2 separate regions of the Oryctolagus cuniculus genome follow, and region 2 is linked to region 1. A link is a contact called in public Micro-C data. All regions are on one chromosome and are shown on one strand. Each heading gives the region's core, a stretch centred on a gene start, on an enhancer-like site or on the middle of the called end of the contact. The rest is flanking DNA. Distances are from core to core; before and after follow the strand shown. Region 1 holds the start of SIL1 (SIL1 nucleotide exchange factor). Region 2 holds the start of PAIP2 (poly(A) binding protein interacting protein 2).

What was found. A called contact is a pair of places that touch in the nucleus more often than the background predicts.
Region 2: a contact with region 1 is called in a Micro-C map of ear pinna, with 2.5 times the contacts expected there. The contact joins the promoter of PAIP2 here to the promoter of SIL1 in region 1. A contact is called at or near these places in 2 of 6 Hi-C or Micro-C datasets (ear pinna and an unstated tissue).

The regions. Positions count from the first base shown.
Region 1 is chr6:26,967,802-26,974,603 of mOryCun1.1, reverse strand. SIL1 (SIL1 nucleotide exchange factor) reads left to right here and starts at 2,917. Exons shown (of 9, transcript XM_008255099.4): 1 at 2,917-3,142.
Region 2 is chr6:27,106,131-27,112,932 of mOryCun1.1, reverse strand. It overlaps PAIP2 (poly(A) binding protein interacting protein 2), which reads right to left and starts at 3,800. Exons shown (of 4, transcript XM_002710245.5): 1 at 3,632-3,800.

The DNA.
Region 1 (6,802 bases), core at 1,668-4,167:
ATAATGTCTTGAGTTGTTCTGTGGCTTCTGCAGGGAGACAGGGTGCCTGGACAGAGCAGGCCACCCGAAATTGAGTAGGATGCATCTCTTCCTCTGCTGGAGTTCCACTCCACACAGGTAAGAAGATCCCAGAGGAGCCTCCACGTTTGGATTCAGGAAGTGCAAGATTGGGTATCTGATGAGCAGGCACACTGGGAGCAGTAAGAGCAAGCAGGTTTACATCCTAGCACACAGGTCCTTCCCATGGTTCCTCATTGGCTGAGTACTATGGGTTGTACAATCTTCCCAGATGTCACCTAAGTTAGAAAGTTATCTTTCCTTCTCCTTACTTTAATATCCTCTTTGTGCTGGCTACTCCATAACATCCTGTTTGGCTGGTGAGTTTTGCTACGTCTGTAAGTCTGCTAACAGTAATTTCCCCATTCTGTGTCAAAAATGGAACCACTAGACTTTTTTTTTTTAATTTATTTAAATGGCTGCAGCGGCAGGAGCTGAGCTGATCCAAAGCCAGGAGCTAGGAGCTTCATGTGGGTCTCCGATGTGGGTGCAGGGGCCCAAGGACTTGGGCCATCTTCTACTGCCTTCCCAGGCACATCAGCAGGGAGCTAGATCAGAAGCAGAGCAGCTGGGACTCGAACCGGCACCCATATAGATGCCGGTGCTGCAGGCAGGGTTTTAACCTGCTGAGCCACAGTGCCAGACCTCCAGACTTTTTCTTACACCAGGAGAACCAGTAGGGAGCTGTATCAGAAGTGAAGCCTCTGGGACTTGAAGCAGCACTCCTTTATGGAGTGGCTTAACCTGCTGGGTTATTGGTAAGATGAAGACTTCAAGACTTAATTATTTCCCCAAAGGTCTCATCTATCATATTGAATATTAATATGAATTTTGAGAGACACTAACATTCAGATCACAGCAGGATTATTCAAAGTTTGAGGACTACAAGGCACAGAATATCCTTTCTCCAAATAACTAAGCTGGTTAGGTCTGTCCTAAGGAGGAAGCCAGGCGCCTCTGAGTGTTGTCAGCTCAGGGTTCTGCTGGATGCTTCTCTTTGGCCCACGGATTCCACTGATTCATTTTTTTTTTTTTTGACAGGCAGAGTGGACAGTGAGAGAGAGAGAGACAGAGAGAAAGGTCTTCCTTTTGCCGTTGGTTCACCCTCCAATGGCCGCCGCGGCTGGCGCGCTGCGGCCAGCGCACTGCGCTGATCCGATGGCAGGAGCCAGGAGCCAGGTGCTTTTCCTGGTCTCCCATGGGGTGCAGGGCCCAAGCACCTGGGCCATCCTCCACTGCACTCCCTGGCCACAGCAGAGAGCTGGCCTGGAAGAGGGGCAACCGGGACAGAATCTGGCGCCCCGACCGGGACTAGAACCCGGTGTGCCGGCGCCGCAAGGCGGAGGATTAGCCTAGTGAGCCGTGGCGCCGGCCCCACTGATTCATTTTTAAGATTTGAGGTTATTTTATTTTCAAGAGTTTTACTCTGTTACTACTTTTCATTTATAAATTGTGCCAGGTCCAATTATAATTATTTATTAATTCTATAATTTATCTTTCACACAACAGATATCTAGTGAACATTTTATTATGTGTCCATGGTTATCCTAGTTAGAGACACAAGCTAGACTCATTCCGGGCCCAGCTACTCTCACAGATCTGGGAGTGAAATGGACGCGTGAGGTCTTCCTCCCCAGGCTGCTACTAGTCAAGGTGAGGTCAGTGGCTGTGAAGTCATTTCCCACTGGTCTGAGGTAGAGGTATGATCAAGAAGGTAAGTGGACTGCTAGAAGCTCCCCTAACTTACCAGAAAGAGAAAGGAATTTCAGATCTCAGCACCAGGTTGATTGCTGTCTTTGGGGGAGGTGTGGGTTTACATTATTCTCCTCACCCCCATTTATGAATGAGCAGGAATCACTGCGTGGGTGTTCTGAGGAGGCAGGCAGCACCCATCTTGTTGGCCTGCTCTAGGCAAGACAAAGGTCCAGCAGGGTGGAACAGTGACAAGAGAACAGGACTTTAGAAGCATCCAAATCTAGCTTGAATTCTGAGCTCTACCACTTGCTGACCATTTGATCTTGTATAATTCCTTTAACTCCTGTGAGCCTCAGGTTCCCCACTTATAAACAGACGATGGGGCTGCGGCTGGGGCTGGGGCTGTGGCGTAGCAGGTGAAGCCACTGCCTGCAGTGCTGGCATCCCATATGGGCGCCGGTTCGAGATCTGGCTGCTCCACTTCTGATCCAGCTCTCTGCTATGGCCTGGGAAAGCAACAGAGGATGGCCCACGTGCGTGGGCCCCTGCACCCACGTGGGAGTCCTGGAAGAAACTCCTGGCTCCTGGCTTTGCATTGGTGCAGCTCTGGCCATTGGGGGCCATCTGGGGGAGTGAGCCAGCGGAAGGAGGACCTCTTTCTCTCCCTCTGACTCTCTGTAACTCTGCCTTTCAAGTGAATAAATCTTTTAAAAAAATGACAGTTCCCATCTTAGAAAATTATGTGAAGTAAATATAATGTATTTACAGCACCTGGCACATATAAATTTATTCAGTTGTAGAGCAGAATTAGAATTGCAGGCGAACTTTCTTATTTTTAAATAATTGGTTGTCAAAACTTACACAATACTCGACTATTTAAAGTGGGTGACACTAGTGGCCTACTTGGCGTCAATTTTCAAAGGACTATTTATTGCTTGAGCCTCAACTTCTGTCTCAAACTGAGTCATAACAGCTTGATTTATTTTTACTCCTACCCCCTCTGGTTTCTTTCTGCGTCTCTTTCCGATAGAAAGAAATTACGCTGTTGAGAAGCCGGGGAAGAAACTTGGAAAACACCCCAGGGCCGTTCGCTCTTTTCGATTTCTCTTACTGCGGCGGAGGGACACACACACACAAAATACCAAGAGGTCGGCGTAGGAAGACGCTAGGGGCGGGGCTAACAGCCGCGAGTGCGCCGAGGGAGCGAAGCGGCCTCCCGCCGACCTGGCCGTCAACAATTGGGCGTGGCTGTAGGCGACGTAATAGCTGCGCGCGCTGCAATTCACGCGGTCGTCGCTGCGTTTGCGCACCGGGAGCTGGTTGCCGCTGCAGCCGCCTGGAATTGTGGGGGTTTTGTCTGCCCCTCGGCTGCCGTGGCGGGAGGCCGCAGGTAGGGGCTGTGAGGGCCACTCGGCCGTGGAACGGGGCGGGGGGCTCAGGGCGCTGCCTGGGCCTCCTCCTGCCAGCGACCTCGGCGCCTTCCCACCGGCGGTCCAGGGTCCCTACACGTTTCCTCTCGTGTCCTAGTCAGCCGGCGCGCTCAGCCCGAGGGCTGCCTTTTCTGACTTGGGCTTCAGCCACCCCTTCCTCGCCAAGTAGATGAGGCAGTGCGAGTGCGAGACTGGCTTTGGGCCTCACGTGTGTTTCCGTTTCCTGCCGTCTCCCCTTCTCCCGGCCTCAGTTTCCGCATCTGTCCTAAGTTACGTGCATCGGTGGATTAGATGGTGCTCTCTGAGACCCCGCCAGTGTTGGCGAGATCTCTTCTGTCCCTTCTCCATCAGGAGTTGTGCCCTGCCTCCTTCAGGTTTCCTCTTGCCCGTTGCGTGTTTGCCTTTGCTCCGGCAGATGGAAGACTTAGGTGTCCTCAGGTCTCAGGGGTTTACGCATCGTCCCTGGGCTGCACCCCTGCGGTTTTGGACTGAACGGCAGTTCCCACGCCAGGTAGTTCCCATTTGGGTGGTCCTGGAACCATTCCTTTGAGAAGCTGTGCTTTAAAAGGCTGGAGGTCAGGACTTACCTAAGAGCACCTGGGATGGGACTCCGTTGGGGAAAGACCAGGAGTCAGGAGATGCCTAACACTTGAGAGACCAGTGGAGGCTTCCTTTACACTATAGGAGGTAGACTGATGCCTTTTGTTTTCACTTTTTAATAAAGATTCATTTGTTTGAGAGGCAGAGTTACAGACTGAGGGCGGAGAGAGACACAGAGAGAGAGAGAGAGGTCTTCCACTCCCAGGTTCACTCTCCAAATAGCTCCATCAGCCGAGCTGGGCAGATCTGAAACCAGGAGCCAGGAGTTTGTTTCAGGCCTCCCACGTGGACGTAGGGGCTCAAGCATTTGGGCCATCTTCACTACTTTCCCAGGCACGTTAGCAGGGAGCTGGATTGGAAGTGGAGCAGCTGGAATATGAACCAGCAGGCATATGGGGTGCTGGCGCCGCAGGCAGAGGCTTAACCTACTACACCATGGTGCTGGCCCCAGTTTAATGCCTTTTGAAATATACATTTACTCAGGCCAGCTCCGTGGCTCACTTGGTTAATTCTCTGCCTGCAGCACAGGCATCCCATATGGGCACCAGGTTCTAGTCCCAGTTGCTCCTCTTCCAGTCCAGCTCTCTGCTGTTGCCCAGGAGGGCAGTGGAGGATGGCTCAAGGGCTTGGGCCCCTGCACCAGCATGGGAGACCAGGAGGAAGCACCTGGCTCCTGGCTTCAGATTGGTGCAGTGTGGTGGCCATTTAGGGGGTGAACTAACTCTGCCTGTCAAATTAAAAAAAAAAAAAAAAAAGAAATATACATTTACTCATGCAAGATCAGTTTTCTAATAATATATATTTTAAAGATTTGTTTATATGAAAGCCAGAATTATGTACAGAGGGGGAGAGAGCAGTTCCATCTGCTAGTTCACTCTTCAAATGACCACAAAGTCCTGGGCTGGGTCAGGCAGAAGCCAGGAATTTGTAGCCTCATCTGGGTCTACCATGGGAGTGGCAGGGACGCATGCACTTGGGCCATTTTCTGCTGCTTTCTCAGGAACATTAGCAGGGTGCTGGAGTGGAAGTGGAGCAACCAGGATTTGAACCTGGACACAAAGTGGTGCTTATATGGGATGCAGGTATGTTAGCAGGGTAACCCACAGTGCTGGCACTTCTAATAAATATTCTTTTGGATTTTTAATTAATTTATTTATTTGAGAGTTAGAGTTACAGACAGTGAGAGGGAGAGAAAGAGAGAGAGGTCTTCCATCCGCTGGTTCACCCCCCCAAATGGCTGCAAGGGCCAGAGCTGAGCTGATCCAAAGCCAAGAGCCAGGAGCTTCTTCTCTGTCTCCCTCATGGATACAGGGGCCCAAGGACCAGGCCACCTTCTGCTTTCCCAGGCCTCAGCAGAGAGCTGGATCAGAAGAGCAGCCGGGACTACAACCAGCACCCAATTGGGATGCTGGTGCCACAGATGGAGGATTAACCTACTGCACCACAGTTCCAGCCCCTATAAATATATATATATACATTTTTTTTTTTTGACAGAGTGGACAGTGAGAGAGAGAGACAGAGAGAAAGGTCTTCCTTTTGCCGTTGGTTCACCCTTCAATGGCCGCCGCGGCCTGCGCACTGCGGCCGGCGCACCATGCTGATCCGAAGGCAGGAGCCAGGAGCCAGGTGCTTCTCCTGGTCTCTCATGGGGTGCAGGGCCCAAGCACTTGGGCCATCCCCCACTGCACTCCCTGGCCACAGCAGAGAGCTGGCCTGGAAGAGGGGCAACCGGGACAGAATCCGGCGCCCCGACCAGGACTAGAACCCGGTGTGCTGGCACCGCAAGGCGGAGGATTAGCCTAATGAGCCATGGCGCCGGCCCCCAATATATTTTTTTAAAGATTTACTTTATTTATTTGAAAGGGCCGGCACCGCGGCTCACCAGGCTAATTCTCCGCCTTGTGGTGCCGGCACACCGGGTTCTAGTCCCAGTCGGGGCACCAGATTCTGTCCCGGTTGCCCCTCTTCCAGGCCAGCTCTCTGCTGTGGCCAGGGAGTGCAGTGAGGATGGCCCAAGTGCTTGGGCCCTGCACCCCATGGGAGACCAGGAGAAGCACCTGGCTCCTGCCAACAGATCAGCGCGGTGCGCCGGCCGCAGCACGCCGGCCGCGGCGGCCATTGATTGGAGGGTGAACCAACGGCAAAAGGAAGACCTTTCTCTCTGTCTCTCTCTCTCACTGTCCACTCTGTGAAAAAAAAAAAAAAAAAAAGAAACAGTGAGAGGTGGAGATAGAGAGGTCTTCCATCTGCTGGTTCACTCCCCAGATGGCTGGAACAGTTGGAGCTGCACTGATCTGAAGCCAGGAGCCAGAAGCTTTCTCCAGGTCTCCCACGTGGTTGCAGGGGCCCAAGGCCTTGAGCCATCTTCTGCTATCCCAGGCCATAGCAGAGAGCTGGATTAGAAGAGGAGCAGCTGGGACTGGAACCGGCGCCCATTTGGGATGCTGGTGCTTCAGGCTAGGGCCTTAACCTGCTACGCCACAGCGTCAGCACCCCTCCCCAATTTTTTTTTAAGAGTTATTTATTTATTTGAAAGAGTTACAGGGAGGGAGAGAGAGAAAGGGGAAGGGGAGAGGGAAGGAGGGAAGGAAGGAGATCTTCCAGTGGGTCACTCAAATGGCTGTAACGGCTGGAGCTAGGCCAGTCAGAAGCCAGGAACTTCTGGGTCTCCCACGTGGGTGCAGTGGCCCAAACATGTGGGCCATCTTCTACTGCTTTTCTAGGCCATAGCAGAGAGATTGGAAGTGGAGTAGCTGGGATTTGAACCAGTACCCATGTGGGATGCTGGCACTGCAAATGGCTTTACCTGCTATGCTGCAGTGCCAACCCTTCTAATAAATATTTCTAAATGCCTGATTTTGATCCATGCCCAGCTGGCTTTCTCATGTTAATAAACAAAACCATAAACTGCTTTGAGGGATGGAGAGGGTTATGTTAACCATAGCTAGACAGCAGAATGAATTTTCCGTATTTGCTTGGATAAACTGATAACGTTTATAAATACTGTGTGAAATATCCTC
Region 2 (6,802 bases), core at 2,551-5,050, 140 kb before region 1:
AGGACAGTGGGCTAGGGCACCAGTTTGAGTCCTGGCTGCTCAATTCCAAACCTGCTCCCCGCTAATGTGCCTGGGAAAGCAGCAGAAACTGGACAGTGCTTGGGCCCCTGAGCACACGTGGGATATCACAATGAAGCTCCAGGCTCCTGGCTTCGGTCTGGTCCATTTCCAGCCAATGCAGTCATTTGGCAAGTGACTCAGAAGATGGAAGATCTCTCTGTCTCTCCTCTCTGTAATTCTGACTTTCAAGAAAGTAAATAATAAATAAGCCTTTAGGGGCCAGCACTGTGGCACAGAAGGTAAAGCCGCCGCCTGCAGTGCCAGCATCCCATATGGGCGCTGGTTCAAATCCCCACTAGCTCTACTTTTTTTTTTTTTTTTAAGATTTTATTTTTTTATTTGAGAGGTAGAGTTACAGACAGTGAGAGGGAAAGTCAGAGAGAGAAAGGTCTTCCGTCCGTTGGTTCAGTCCCCAAATAGCCACAATGGCCGGAGCTATGCCGATCCGAAGCCAGGAGCTTCTTCTGGGTCTTCCACGTGGGTGCAGGGGCCCAAGGGTTTGGGCCATCTTCTACTGCTTTCCCAGGCCATAGCAGAGATGAATTGGAAGAGGAGCAGCCGGGACTAGATGCAACGTCCACATGGGATGCCAGCGCCGCAGGTGGAGGATTAACCTAATGCACACCAGCGCCGGCCCCTAGCTCTACTTCTGATCCAGCTCTCTGCTGCGGCATGGAAAAACAGTAGAAGATGGCCCAAGCCCTTGGGCCCCTGCACCCACGTGGGAGACCTGGAAGAAACTCCTCGATCTTAGCTTTGGATTGGTACAGCTCCGGTCATTGCAATCCACTGGGGAGTGAGTCATCGGATGGAAGATCTCTCTGCCTCTCCTTTTCTGTGTAACTCTTTTAAATACATAAATAAATCTTAAAAACAAAAAAAACCAAAAAAACAAAAAAAAAACACCTTTTTAAAAAAATTGCTCTACAGGAGCAACCATTTTTTAAAAAATTTATTTATCTGAAAGTCAGAGTTACACAGAGAGGCGAGGCAGAGAGAGATCTTTCATCTGTTGGTTCATTCCCCAATTGGCTGCAACAGCCGGAGCTGTGCCAATCCGAAGTCAGAAGCCAGGAGCTTCTTCTGGGTCTCCCATGCAGGTGCAGAGGCCCAAAGACTTGGGCCATCTTCTACTGCTTTCCCAGGCCACAGCAGATAGCCAGATTGGAAGTGGAGCAGCCAGGTCTCAAACCGGTGCCCACATGGGATGCCAACACTGCAGGTGGTGGCTTTACCCATTATGCCACAGCGCCGGCCCCAGCAACCATTAAGCTGCAGCTTGGGATGCCTACATCCCATATAAGTGTCATTCTGATTCCTAGCACCTATTCTGATCTAGCTTCCTGCTAATGTATCCTGGGAAGCAGAAGATGCTTGCTTAAGTACTTAGGTCCCTGCCACCTGCATGGAAACCAAGATGGAGTTCCTGGTTCTTGGTTTCAACCTCTCCTAGCCCTGGCTATTGTGATATTTGGGGGTGTGAACCAGCAGATGGGGCTATCACTGTGGTGCAGCAAGTTAAGCCACCACCTACAGACCAGAATCCCATATAAGCGACTGTTCAAGTCCCACTGTTCCACTTCCAATCTAGTTCCCTGCTATGTGCCCGGGAAGGTAACAGAGGATGGCTCAAGTGCTTAAGCCCCTGCCACCCATGAGAGAAACCCAGATGGAGTCCTGGGCTCCTGGCTTCAGCCTGCCCCAGCACCAGCTATTACAGCTATTTGCAGAATGAACCAGCAGATGAAGATCCTTCTCTCTCTCACTCTGTTTTAACACTGCCTTTCAGATAAATAAACCTTAAAAAAAAAAGTTTGTAAATTATCAAAAAAAAAAAAAAAACAAAAAACAAACCCGTAAAGTTACAAAAGCTTATTAAAAGGAGCAGGGTCTGATTTTTTCACCTTCCTTAATCTCCTACAGTATTCACTAAATTTCTGTGCTAAAAGGGGCATTTTATAAGTTTTATTAAAACTGGAGTATCATGCTCCAATCACAAATTAAATATGAATAACACAGTGGGTGCTTACTCAAGGAAAAGCCTGCTATACATAAACTCACTCTCCTACAAAAGGTGGAGATCATCCACCTCTCTTTGTGCTCTTAAAGAGTAGCATACACAACCTTTAATCTAATCAATCTATTCTCTGCCTCTCATCCCTTAAACAAACTGAAGCTACCTATCTTCATTTATGATAGGTGTGAGACACAGTTCAGTTTTGTTCAAGGTCACAATGAAGTAACATAAACAGGATTTGCCCCACATATCCTGTCTCACACAAACCAGAAACAGAACCACAAACAGCAAATACTGTTTCACTAAAAATCTTTTATAAAAGATTCTCTTGTATTTGCAAACATAACCAATGGCCAATCACACTGAATGGCTCTTTAATGAAAATGCAAATCAACATCTGATCAAATGCTCAAATGAAATTTGTAAAACAAACAAACAAACAAAAACAAAACCAGGGCCACTACTACAGTAGGAGAGGAGATCGGCCAGTCGGCACATGCAAAGTGGGAATTTGCCTTCTGTTGAAATCAGTGTCAGTGCTGTGTTAGACCTAGGCTCAAGGAAAACGGAAGCCTATTTCTTTCTAGAATTTGTAGTTTCCATGAGCTGATGGAGCTGGCTGAAAAATCAGGGAAATCAAGACAACAAAAGGAAGCAGTTAAGGCCCCTTTTGGGAGTCATTAGAAACACCACCACTGGCTGCTTCAACCAATGTTTTCAAAGCATAACTTCACCACAAGCCTTGTAATTCTCTGCAGTGGTGGTAGGGCAGGAGGGGAGTAAGCCGTCATTTCACTCAGAGAGTCATTACCAGAATCAGACTGTGGACTGGGTGGGCCCTTAAAGTCCATCAAGCTCAAAAGCAGCCCTTTTGGATCGAGGGTTTTCAGAACCCGAGACAAAGCTCCGACTGTCGTGTGGAGCATGGGATCCAAGTGACAGGAGGGGGTCGGGAAGGCGCAGAAAGCAGAGCGTCAGAAAGGAGCGGGCCTGTCGCCTGTCGCAGGAGGCTCCCCCGGACGCGGCTGCCTAGCCGTCCCCCCGCCCCTTTCCCCCCGCCCCAGCTCGGCAGGACCGCGCACGCGCACCGGCCACGGGCTGCGCGTGGCGACGCGCAGGCGTAAAGTGGGTAGAAACAATGAGCTTTGTTGCCGAGGTGGTGGAGGGGGGCAGGGGAGAGGGGCATGGGGCCGGGGGAGAACAGATGGGGTGGGGGGTGGCGTTCAGGAACGCGAGAAAGCGCTATCCCGACAACCTTCGCGCGCCACTGAGAACCCGGATAGAGAGCGAAGAGATCCAAATCATAAATAATGACAATGAGGGGGGAAAAAAAAAGCGACGGCCATTTCTCAAGAAAAGAAGGAGATGAAGTCGGCCCAAGCTCACCCCTCAGATTCGGCAGGAAGAGGGAACGGGCAACGGCGATCTTTCGGGGCCCCGGTGGCCAACAAACCCGGGGGGCCCTCTAGACCCTCCAGCCGTCGCCAAGGCACTGTCCCTGACCGCCGGAACCGCCGCAGCCCTCTCACTGCTCCGCCCGAGGGGTACCCTCACCCAGTGAACGGCAGCGGGGACGGCAGCCAACGAAACCTGTCGGCCTCCGCGGATCTCCACAGGCAACGCCGCTCCCCCGCTCGACGTGCGCTTTGCCCGCCGCCTCCCTTCTCCAGTCCAAACAAACACCCAGACCGGAAGTGACTTCACTTCCGCCTCCACTGACCCCGCCCTCTCGTTCCGTCAGCGCTGCGCACCCTCCGAGGCCACTAGAGGGCGCGCGAGAGAACGCGGGATCTCTTCATCGCCTCAGCCGTCCAGCGTGCAGGGGGAACAACAGCCTTTTTGCGCGCGGGAGGTGGGCCGCGGCGTAAGCCTGGAGCCCTGTGCGTTCCCTCTGAGGGCGGGAGTGGGGACGGGCTGTTGTTCCCACACCCGCTGAGCCCTGGAGAATGAAGGGATGCACTGGTTGGGGAGCTGGGGCCTGAAAAACATATAGACGACACACACAAACGTGAACTCCTACGGACATCACACACGCACACTGATAGCCAAGAGGAACATCTAGAAAACAGGGCGCTCACACCCAGACATAGGTACTGAAAGTAATAGGGCCAGGGCCACACTGAGTGACACGCCGCCTCAGCGTCACACTGAGATGCTGACACAGAGCAGTTAAAGACCTGGCCTGCAGTGCCGGCATCCCATATGAGCGCCGGTTCGAGTCCCGGCTGCTCCTCTTCCGATCCGGCTCTCTGCTCTGTCCTGGGAAAACCCCTGCATCCACATGGGAGACCGAGAAGAAGCCAGGCTGGCTTCGGATCAGCTCAGTTCTGGCCCTTGTGGCCACTATGGTTGCAGGGGCTCAACGACTTGTGCCATCTTCTACTGCTTTCCCAGGCCATAGCAGAGAGCTGGATCGGAAGTGGAGCAGCTGGGACTCAAACCGGCGCCTATATGGGATGCTGGCACTGCTGGGCACTGGCTTTACCCACTACCCCACTTCCCATACATTATTCTTATTCCTGCTTTTTTGCTATCACTGGCGAGTCCCAAGATAGGTTTCTAGTGATACTGAGTAAGGTAAAGAAGAGTTAAAGGGGCCGACACCATGGCGCAGTAAGTTAATCCTCCGCCTGCAGCACCGGCATCCCATCTGGGTGCTGGTTTGAGTCCTGGCTTCTCCTCTTCCAATCCAGCTCTCTGCTGTGGCCTGGGATAGCAGTAGAAGATGGCTCACATGCTTGGGCCCCTACACCCACGTGGGAGACCAGGAAGAAGCTCCTGGCTCCTGGCTTCGGATCCGCGCAGCTCTGGCTGTTGTGGCCATTTGTGGAGTGAACCAGCGGATGGAAGACCTCTCTCTGTCTCTCCCTCACTGTCTGTAGCCCTACCTCTCAAATAAATAAATAAATAAAAATCTTTAAAAAAAGAGTTAAAAAAGAATCTGGATGGTTGAGTATGTATGCATCATATTTGAAAGGGGATACACTGTCTTCCTTCTTGGGAGAGAAGAGGAACATCAATGGAAGATCAATGCTAAGAATCACAATTTGACTCATATAAAATATGAATTTTTTTTTTTGACAGGCAGAGTGGATAGTGAGAGAGAGACAGAGAGAAAGGTCTTCCTTTTGCCATTGGTTCACCCTCCAATGGCCGCCACGGCTGGCGCTCTGCGGCCAGCACACCGCGCTGATCCGAAGGCAGGAGCCAGGTGCTTCTCCTGGTCTCCCATGGGGTGCACTTGAGCCATCCTCCACTGCACTCCCTGGCCACAGCAGAGAGCTGGCCTGGAAGAGGGGCAACCGGGAACCCAGCGCCCCAACCGGGACTAGAACCTGGTGTGCTGGCGCCGCTAAGTGGAGGATTAGCCTATTGAGCCGCGGCGCTGGCCAATTTTTTTTTTTTTTTTTTTTTTTTTTTTTTTTTTTTACAGGCAGAGTGGACAGTGAGAGAGAGAGAGAGAGAGAAAGGTCTTCCTTTTGCGGACCAGGACTAGAACCTGGTGTGCCGGCACCGCAAGGCGAAGGATTAGCCTAGTGAGCCGTGGCGCTGGCCTAAAATATGAATTTTTAAAATGACATGGCCAGACCAGCACAGCGGCTCACTAGGCTAATCCTCCACCTGCGGTGCCGGCACCCTGGGTTCTGTCCCGGTTGCCCCTCTTCCAGGCCAACTCTCTGCTGTGGCCCGGGAGTGCAGTGGAGGATGGCCCAGGTCCTTGGCCCCGCACCCACATGGGAGACCAGGAGGAAGCACCTGGCTCCTGCCTTCGGAGTGGAGCAGCGTGCCGGCTGTAGCAGTCATTTAGGGGGGGAACCAACAGAAGGAAGACCTTTCTCTGTCTCTCACTAACTCTGCCTATCAAAAACGAAACAAAACAAACCAAACCAACAAAAACGACATGCTCATAGTATCACAGAAAGTTCACTCAGTTCCAAGGCTTGAATCCAGAAGCAAGGTTACTTTTCTTCAGGGCTATTTAATTAAGACTGCTTTGGGCCAGTCCAGAGTCTCAAAGAAATGAATTTGTGTTTTTATCCTAGTCCCTTGGTCAACCACTTCATCCACATTATAAATGTCTTGTGTCCTAGACTGGAGATTAGGGTTGGCTTTGTTGCCTGCCAAGCATAAAACTCTAGGGGAAGGAGATGATGTTAACCAGTCTGTTGTGTGTAATACATCTAAGGAGAGCTGGGGATGAAACTGGTAGAGGTGCAAATAGAACTAAAATCAAGATCGGTGTTTAGATAAACTGAAGTTAATCCAAAACCTTTAAAAACCTGCGTTCCTTATGAGAGGGCCTGGATTTGAGTTCTAGCTTTGTTCCTGACTCCAGCTTCTAACTAAGATGCACCCTGAGAGGCAGCACCTAGGCACCCACATGGGAGACACCGAGTTCTAGGTTCCTAACTTCCACCTTATGTGACGCTGCCTGTTTTGGACATTTGGAAAATAATCCAGTGGATTGAAGATCTTACCCAGTATTTTTTTTTAAAACAACTTATCAGGGGCCAGCATTGTGGCATAGCAGGTAAAACAGATGCCTGCAAAGCCAGCATTCCACATGGGTGCCAGTTCACGTCTTAGCAGCGGCCACCCGGGGGGGTGAACCAATGGGAAAAAATGACCTGTCTCTCTCTCTCTCACTGTCTAACTCTGCCTGTCAAAAAAAAAAAAGTTCATGAATAATGCATGTTATCAAAACTGCATGAATTGCACATTTTC